Regions from separate parts of the Xenopus tropicalis genome. Here region 2 is linked to region 1. A link is a contact called in public Hi-C data. All regions are on one chromosome and are shown on one strand. The core of a region is the stretch at or near the end of the contact, and the rest is flanking DNA. Distances in the headings are between cores, read along the strand shown. Region 1 overlaps prkag2 (protein kinase, AMP-activated, gamma 2 non-catalytic subunit). Region 2 holds the start of prkag2 (protein kinase, AMP-activated, gamma 2 non-catalytic subunit).

Region 1 (4,114 bases), core at 924-3,423:
CTGGAAGGACAGGAATATTACACTGTGTATGGAGATTTAAGGAATGTTTGAAGCCCCCCCGCAGTGTGATATTAGTCTATGTGTCCGTAGCATAGATACAACATCATTAGATGAGATTTTTTTTTTTTTAAAGAAAAATCTATTTTTTTTTTTGTTATTTCTTGCGCTAAATAAGGCAGAGAAACTGAAACTGCTCTAAGTTTCCAACTTCCTGGTTCTTGCAAGCAATTAAGGGAGGCGAAAAGGCAATTAATTCCCATTGCACAGATAAACCCCCTTTTTTTGTCACTTCTAATAAACTCGTTTCCATGAATGTCTTCATTTACTAAAAAAACTGGAAAAGCAAAATTTCCGAATTTTTTCCGAAGTGTTCTACAAAAAAACAGCATAAAAAATCCAAAACCTCTTTCCAAAGCAAAAGAAGGATCCTCCAGGGAAAGAAAGGGACATCTGCCATTGGCTTCTACATGATCTCCACAAGTTTCAGCTGGCGAATTGTCGGATTAGGATTTTTAGCAGTTTGGACACATAGTAAATCTCGGCTAAAAATCTGAATTGGAAAAAAAAAAAATCAGCGGGATAGTAAATGTCCCCCCCCAAGGCTAGTTATTTCGGCTCTTTATTTCCCATGGGATGTTGGATAGCAGTTTCCCTTTGCTACAGACCAGTTGAAAATGTTACTTTAATAAACAGATGTTTTTTCACAGACAATATTTTCATTAGCGAATAGCAAACTGAGTTGCATGTGTGACCCCGCCCACTAATCTGAAACTTCTCTTGCCCTTTATTTAGAGCTGTATTTACAGGAGACGTTCAAGCCTCTAGTGAACATATTTCCAGATGCAAGGTAAGATTTCAATTTCCATGAATACTAAGCATTACCTTGGCAGAGCAGGCTCCGGCTGGTTAAAGAACATTGCACTTCAAGGTCACATGACTATAGCTGAATTAGTGAGGGCAACTCTTACATGGATGTGAGGAACATCTCCTACAAACTGCTTGTTACAGTCGGCTCCCCCATAGCCATGGTTCTGTCATGGTTTCATTCTTCAGCACCCACTAAGATTTCAGAATCTGCTGAAGGACAGCAAACTAAATGTTCCTCTTGTACAGAATCCAGGAAGCAGTGTCCTTACTACTCCTCCTTGTCTGTATGAAAGGACCTATCTATTAAGGACTGAATAGGAAGATAAGTCATAAAAAGTAACCATAAAATTATAATCTCGCAGAGCAATAGTTTGAATGCTGGGGTCAGTGACCCCCACATCTGAAAGCTATAAAAAGAAGGAAAACTATAGAAATAAATAATGAAGACCAATTGCAGGTATAGGACATTCTATAACATACTCAACGTTAACTTAAACTTGAACCACCCCTTTAGGGTGAAGAGACACAGAACTACTTAGTAGCAGCTACTTGTCACGGCTACTAAACGCCAGAAAATCCCCTGCCATAGACAATATTGAAAATTGGCTCTGCTAAAACACACGTAGAGACAATTATCAGTAAATGATCAGCATTGTCTGTTTCTATAGCTGCTACTATAAGCTCTGTGTGTCTTCATCCTAAGGGTGAAGACACACAAGCTACTAGTAGCAGCTACTTTTTCATGGCTACTAAACACCAGAAAATCCCCTGCCATAGACAATACTGCAAATTGCCTCTGCTAAAACTCACGTAGAGACAGTTATCAGTAAATGATCAGCATTGTCTATTTTAGTAGCCACGACAAGTAGCTGCTACTAGTAGCTCTGTGCGTCTTCACCCTCACGTTAAAGTTAACGTTTAGTATGTTATAGAATGTCTTATTCACGCAACTGGTAGTGGCGACTCATATGCTAGTCTATGGGCGCTAAATTGCTACGATTAGTCACTGAGGTTTTTAAAAAAGTTGCGGCAACTAAACGCCCTTTGTGTCTTCGGCCTAAAGGCTGTCCTATGAAAAATTGGGTTCCTGCATTCAAGCACTGGGGTCACTCATTCATAGGGAAACTTTAGCTCTGCTTCTGTTTTATGCTAGGCAAGACAGACACTGGTAGCGCTACAAAGGGAGGGTACGTAATGTATAAAATAAATGTAATTAGTGATTTGGCTTTTAATGTTTGTGTAATGCAGAAGTACCTGCCAATGTAATTGGCCATACCCACTGGCACTGATTGCGCTCTCATTGTACCATTTCAGGCTGCATTAGCCGAGGTTATTTGCTAACGAGATTTTACAGGATACATTCGGCTAATCTTGTTTTGTTGCCGCAGGACGGCAGTCATTGTGATTTAATCAAACATGATTTACATAAATACAAGTGGCTTTAATTTTGCCTTTGTTTGCCTCTTACTAATGCCAAATGAATTAGACAGCACAACATTCTTATCCATTGGCTGCGGAAGTTCATCACTGTTTTCTCCGCATCATTTTGTGTGACAGCGAACAATCTTCTAATAATTGTAAGGAAACATCTTTTTATGTAACCGTGGTGTTGCTGAAGCTGGCCATACACGGGGTTAATTAAACTGACAACTCAGACTAGAGGTGGGTAAAGGTGGCCATACAGGGGCAGATTTAATCTGGGTCTTTCAATTTGGCATCTGCCCATGTAAGGGGCCCTCAGACAGGCCTTTCTGACTGATATATCAACGAATATTGGCCAGAAGTCAGTCGGGCATGTTTGATTCTTCCATCAGATCAAGGACCACATCAGCTCCGACGGCTCATATTCCCATTATCGTAACTTGATCTTTTGACCAAAGGGCCAAACCATCTGAAAAGCACAATATCTCCCAAATTAGGAGGGCATATCGGGGGAAAGATCCGCCCACTTGGCGACTTCACCAAATGAGCTGATTTTTATGTTTGTGGCTAGCTTTACTGACTTGAGTATGGGGGCAGCCAATGGCATGCCTGATCTTAAAAATCCCATTGGGTGAGGGCTGCAATGTTGATGGAGTCTTTTCTCAATTGGCCTGCATAGGGCTGGGGGTTAAGTGATTGGATCAGCCAAGTTTGGCACCTTGTGGTTACCCAAATTAGACTAAGATCAGCTTGATGCTAGTTTGTTAAAAAGGTGCTTATTAAAGAATAAAGGTCCCCATACACCGGCAGATCCGCTCGCTTGGCGATGACGCCAGGGGCCTAAAGATCGAATTATAATGATGGGTATAGGTAAAGTCGGTCTGGCCCGGTCAACGAGTCGTTGCGGTCCCCAATCCGACTAGAATTTCTAACCTGGCCGATCAAGATCTGCTCGATTCCAGGCCAGATATCGGTCGGGCAGGCCATCGGAAGTGCCCATACACGGGCCGATTAGCTGCCGAATCTGTCTAAGGGATTGATATCGGCAGCTACTATCGGCCCATGTATGGGGACCTTTAGGCTAGAAATGCTGCACATTATAGTTTGGAGTTCTGTACCAGCCCAAGGCCCCCACAGCCCTTTAGCAGGGCAGATTTGTGCTACCAGTAGCCCCCCATCTGCTTTTCTGCTGATTCCACTGCACATGCTCTGTGCTTTTGTCACTAACCTGAGCTTAGGGACCCACTCACAATATACTGTGTATAGAAGGCTAATTAGTAATTAAATCAGATTCATATTACATGGCAGCTCAAAACCAGTGCATTCTGCATCAGACTTTAAAGTTAAAAATTAAGTTCGATCAGGTATTGTTATATAATTTTACTCTTTATCATCTCCAACAACCCCTAAGCTTAGCTTTCCAACAACAGCCCAGAGCCCACTGAGCATGTGCAGTGCCACTGACACTCAAAAGAGAAGATCCAATTTGGGAGCTGCTGGGGGGGAAAAAACAGTGACCCTTTAATACCTATTGGAAAAAAATGGCCTCATTGCTTAACTTTGGAAAATAAAGAGATGCAGCTGAACAGGTGACAGCGAGGTTCTACGTGTAATCTAAAGAATGTTGTGCCATGTGTTTCCAGAAAGGGTCACGCGCCGCTGATGTCACTGCTATTGCTTTACGCATCATGTGCCATGAAATCACATGGTCTTTAGTCATAGTCAGGTGACTCCCACACACACAGGTAATATTGCGTAATTGTTTGGGCACCTTGCGGCCTGAGAAAGGGAATGTTTGAATGAGCGTTATGTAACTGTGTGACCC
Region 2 (4,114 bases), core at 914-3,413, 37 kb before region 1:
ACTGTGTATGTTTGGATCCTGCCAGTAGTCATAAATTATCATAATCATCTTCCACTGCATATTTTTTAAAGTAAGTATAAATATTTTATAGCTGGCAAAATTTAAAAAGAATGTTTTCCAGTGATGCTTTTGTAAAAATGATGCTTGATTTCAATGTTATTAATAGTGAAGAAAGATAAAAATATGGGCTATGTGAGCTTGTGAGTTATTAACTTAAGGCCAAGTCAAAGCCAGTGCAGTGTACAGTAGGGCTGACTTGAGATGCTACCTAAGGCCAATGCTACATGGGGCTGTTTCCCCGCCTGCATATAAGCACAGGCTGAGAAATATCCCCTCTGCTCCTACCTGCAATTTTATGGGTCTGCACCGATGGTCTTAGGAACCGAGGCACCGCTCCTCTATCCGTCTCCAGGCGGGTCCCCCCACATACAGATACGCCCACGAGTACCCGGCGTGATGACATCATCACCAAAACCCCATCACATACACCCCACACAAATACAGGTGTATGTGACTGGGTTGGCGCTATAATGTACTTATGCGGACCAGTCACACATGTGTAGAGAGCAGCTACCGTGTCGAAAGCAGCATATCTGATATTTACATTACAATTCATAACAGTAGCAAAATTACAGTTATGAAGTAGCAACGAAAATTATTTTATGGTTGGGGGTCACCACAACATGAGGAACTGTATTAAAGGGTCGCGGCATTAGGAAGGTGGAGAGCCACTGGCCTAAGCTGATATCCATGCTACCAGGGTCGGACTGGGGGGTACAGGGCCCAACGGGGATCCCGCCCCAGGGGCCCAGTAGGTGCCCCGTCGGCCACGCCCCCTAACCACCATCCCCCCGCAGGGTCCCCCACCATCGTTCTCCCCTGAGCGTGCATAAATTTAACGCATCAGGGGAGCGCTGGCATGGGTCGGGTCTGGGCCGACCGGGATTTTTCCCGGTGTCCTGGCGGCACAGTCCGACCCTGCATGCTACGCAGATATTAGATATTATTACCTCAGAAAGGTTTGAAAATGTAATTGGCTGATGCAGGGGCATTTCTGGGGTCTATGCTGCCCCGAGGCGGCCATTCGGATGCCGCTTCCCCTTCACACCTGATGCTTATCTTTCCGAGTAATGCAGAAGTGCAAAAACTAAGAACTGAATAGTGGCCATCATTTAAATACTTCTGGGCACTTGGTCAGTTTTAAAAACCAAGGCCAGGGATAAAGAATGCTATTATCCTGTTAGGGATATATAGTTACGTGCCCATAAGATTTGTATTTTTGTGTGTAATTATTTATTAACATGTATTTGTGCCAACATATTCCTCAGCTTGTATTCCTACAAGCATGTAATGAAAGGGTTTAGAGATAAAATCTATTGTCAATAAGCTTAGATAAAATCTCTATTTTAATGTCAACAAGCATAAATAGCATCTGTGGTTTCATGTAAACAACCTCTAGGCCGAATAAAGCAACACCGGTGTTTTGTTTTAGCTTTGTGTTTATGGGGTAGCAAGAACCCTGCCTCAAACAAGATTATGAAATAAAACTAATATTCTATAGGGTATCTGGGGCTGGCAGGGGTTTGTGGGTATTTTACAGGCGCTTGAGAGTAAAAGTTATGTCATTATACCTCACATATTTTAATTGTTTCGTTACATCAGCGCTTTGGCTGGGGGCGTTTACTAAGCTAGGGATGTCGGAATAGCCTTTGTATATGCGTTGGGAACTACAACGTTCAGCAGTAAGGGTACTAGTTTTATTAGTATCTGACGATATACGTGTAGTACCGGCTACAGGTTTGATTACACCGTAACTGCTGCCCTACTACATACGCACTGACAGCAGCCAGGCGCCTCAGCTTCTCTCACCGCAGAAACAGGGCGGAGACTCTCGCATTGCGCTTGCTGATTGGTCGTCGGCTTCCAACCCGTCAGCTGGCCAATGAGAGGAGGCGCGGTGTTGCTGGTCGTGCCCTTTTTCTGACTAATGGCCAATCAAATGAGGAGTGAGGGAGGGACGCTGGCTGATCGGTGTGTGTATGAGTGTGTGAAGGGAGAAGCAGAGGCAATAATTGGTGGTCCCTTCCCCTTTGCTGTTTCTCCTCTTCCCCTGCCTGAATGTTCATCCCCTTTTCTCTGCCTTCTCACACAGGCTCAAAGCACCACTGAAGGCATGCTGGAGAAACTAGAGCTGGAAGATGAAGGTAGGAGACCATCAGCCCTTATATCTACCTTTACCTGCCTCCATAGAAGGTTGCCCCCTCCCCTGTTCCTGGGCTCCCCCCCTCCCTTGTGTCTGGGCTCCCCCCTCCCCTGTTCCTGGGCTCCCCCCTCCCTTGTGTCTGGGCTCCCCCCCTCCCCTGTTCCTGGGTTCCCCCCTCCCTTGTGTCTGGGCTCCCCCCCTCCCCTGTTCCTGGGCTCCCCCCTCCCCTGTTCCTGGGTTCCCCCCTCCCTTGTGTCTGGGCTCCCCCCTCCCCTGTTCCTGGGCTCCCCCCCTCCCCTGTTCCTGGGCTCCCCCCCTCCCCTGTTCCTGGGCTCCCCCCTCCCTTGTGTCTGGGCTCCCCCCTCCCTTGTGTCTGGGCTTCCCCCCTCCCCTGTTCCCTGGGCTCCCCCCCTCCCCTGTTCCTGGGCTCCCCCCCTCCCCTGTTCCTGGGCTCCCCCCTCCCTTGTGTCTGGGCTTCCCCCCTCCCCTGTTCCTGGGCTCCCCCCTCCCCTGTTCCTGGCTCCCCCCCTCCCCTGTTCCTGGGCTCCCCCCCTCCCCTGTTCCTGGGCTCCCCCCCTCCCCTGTTCCTGCGCTCCCCCCCTCCCCTGTTCCTTGCGCTCCCCCCTCCCCTGTTCCTGGGCTCCCCCCTCCCTTGTGTATGGGCTTCCCCCCTCCCCTGTTCCTGGGCTCCCCCCTCCCTTGTGTCTGGGCTACCCCCCTCCCCTGTTCCTGGGCTACCCCCCTCCCCTGTTTCAGGGCTACCCCCCTCCCCTTTTCAGGGCTACCCCCCTCCCCTGTTTCAGGGCTACCCCCTCCCCTTTTTCAGGGCTACCCCCCTTCCCTGTTTCATGGCTACCGCCTCCCCTGTTTCAGTGCTACCCTCCTCCCCTGTTTCAGGGCTACCCTCCTCCCCTGTTTCAGGGCTACCCTCCTCCCCTGTTTCAGGGCTACCCTCCTCCTCTGTTTCAGGGCTACCCCCTCCCCTGTTTCAGGGCTACCCTCCTCCCCTGTTTCAGGGCTACCCTCCTCCCCCTGTTTCAGGGCTACCCTCCTCCCCTGTTTCAGGGCTACCCTCCTCCCCTGTTTCAGGGCTACCCTCCTCCCCTGTTTCAGGGCTACCCTCCTCCCCTGTTTCAGGGCTACCCTCCTCCCCTGTTTCAGGGCTACCCTCCTCCCCTGTTTCAGGGCTACCCTCCTCCCCTGTTTCAGGGCTACCGCCTCCCCTGTTTCAGGGCTACCGCCTCCCCTGTTTCAGGGCTACCGCCTCCCCTGTTTCAGGGCTACCGCCTCCCCTGTTCCTGGGCTACCCCCCTCCCCTGTTCCTGGGCTACCCCCTTGTCATTAGCCTGACTTGCTGTCAGCAAACTGCTGTCTGGTAGTGAGAACAGATAGTGAGTGAACTGCTAGGTAGGTAGGAAGAATAAAAGACTCACATCTCCTAAAATACACAATATATCTATATCAGCTCTATGGCATATACTGCCCTCCCTTATATAGGCTAATGACAATCACAAATCACCAAATGTCTGAGACTAATTCTGCTGCACTGCACATAGGTGTGCCTCTCTGTGCCTCTCTGTGCCTCTATACATAATATTGTTTGTTCTTTAGAGCTTGTAATCTATATGGAATTTGCATATTCATCAGTGTTAAAAATAAGATTGTGAGGCTCATCTGTAGCGCTTTAGTTAATGTTGAACTACAAACCTGTGGCCCTGTACTCCCAGAGGCTATTATCCCCCCACTGCTACTATAGGCACCATCTCTCCCTACTATACCTGCTATCCCACAGCCCCAGTCCCTTCCCAGAGGCTATTATCCCACTGCTACTATAGGCACCATCTCTCCCTACTATACCTGCTATCCCACAGCCCCAGTCCCTTCCCAGAGGCTATTATCCCCCCACTGCTA

The links. A called contact is a pair of places that touch in the nucleus more often than the background predicts.
Region 2: a contact with region 1 is called in a Hi-C map of neurula embryo, with 2.1 times the contacts expected there. The contact joins the promoter of prkag2 here to the enhancer-like site in region 1. A contact is called at or near these places in 3 of 5 Hi-C or Micro-C datasets (brain, neurula embryo and tailbud embryo).

Annotation. Positions count from the first base shown.
Region 1 is chr6:14,464,605-14,468,718 of UCB_Xtro_10.0, reverse strand. prkag2 (protein kinase, AMP-activated, gamma 2 non-catalytic subunit) reads left to right here. Exons shown (of 12, transcript NM_001127939.1): 6 at 793-847. Among named protein-coding and RNA genes, the nearest start is that of rheb, 15 kb to the right of the region's middle. Within about 2 kb of position 2,173, at least 2 of the 11 cell types and tissues checked have an H3K27ac peak or open chromatin away from gene starts, as enhancers often do.
Region 2 is chr6:14,501,883-14,505,996 of UCB_Xtro_10.0, reverse strand. It overlaps prkag2 (protein kinase, AMP-activated, gamma 2 non-catalytic subunit), which reads left to right and starts at 2,163. Exons shown (of 12, transcript NM_001127939.1): 1 at 2,163-2,204. The coding sequence starts at 2,174.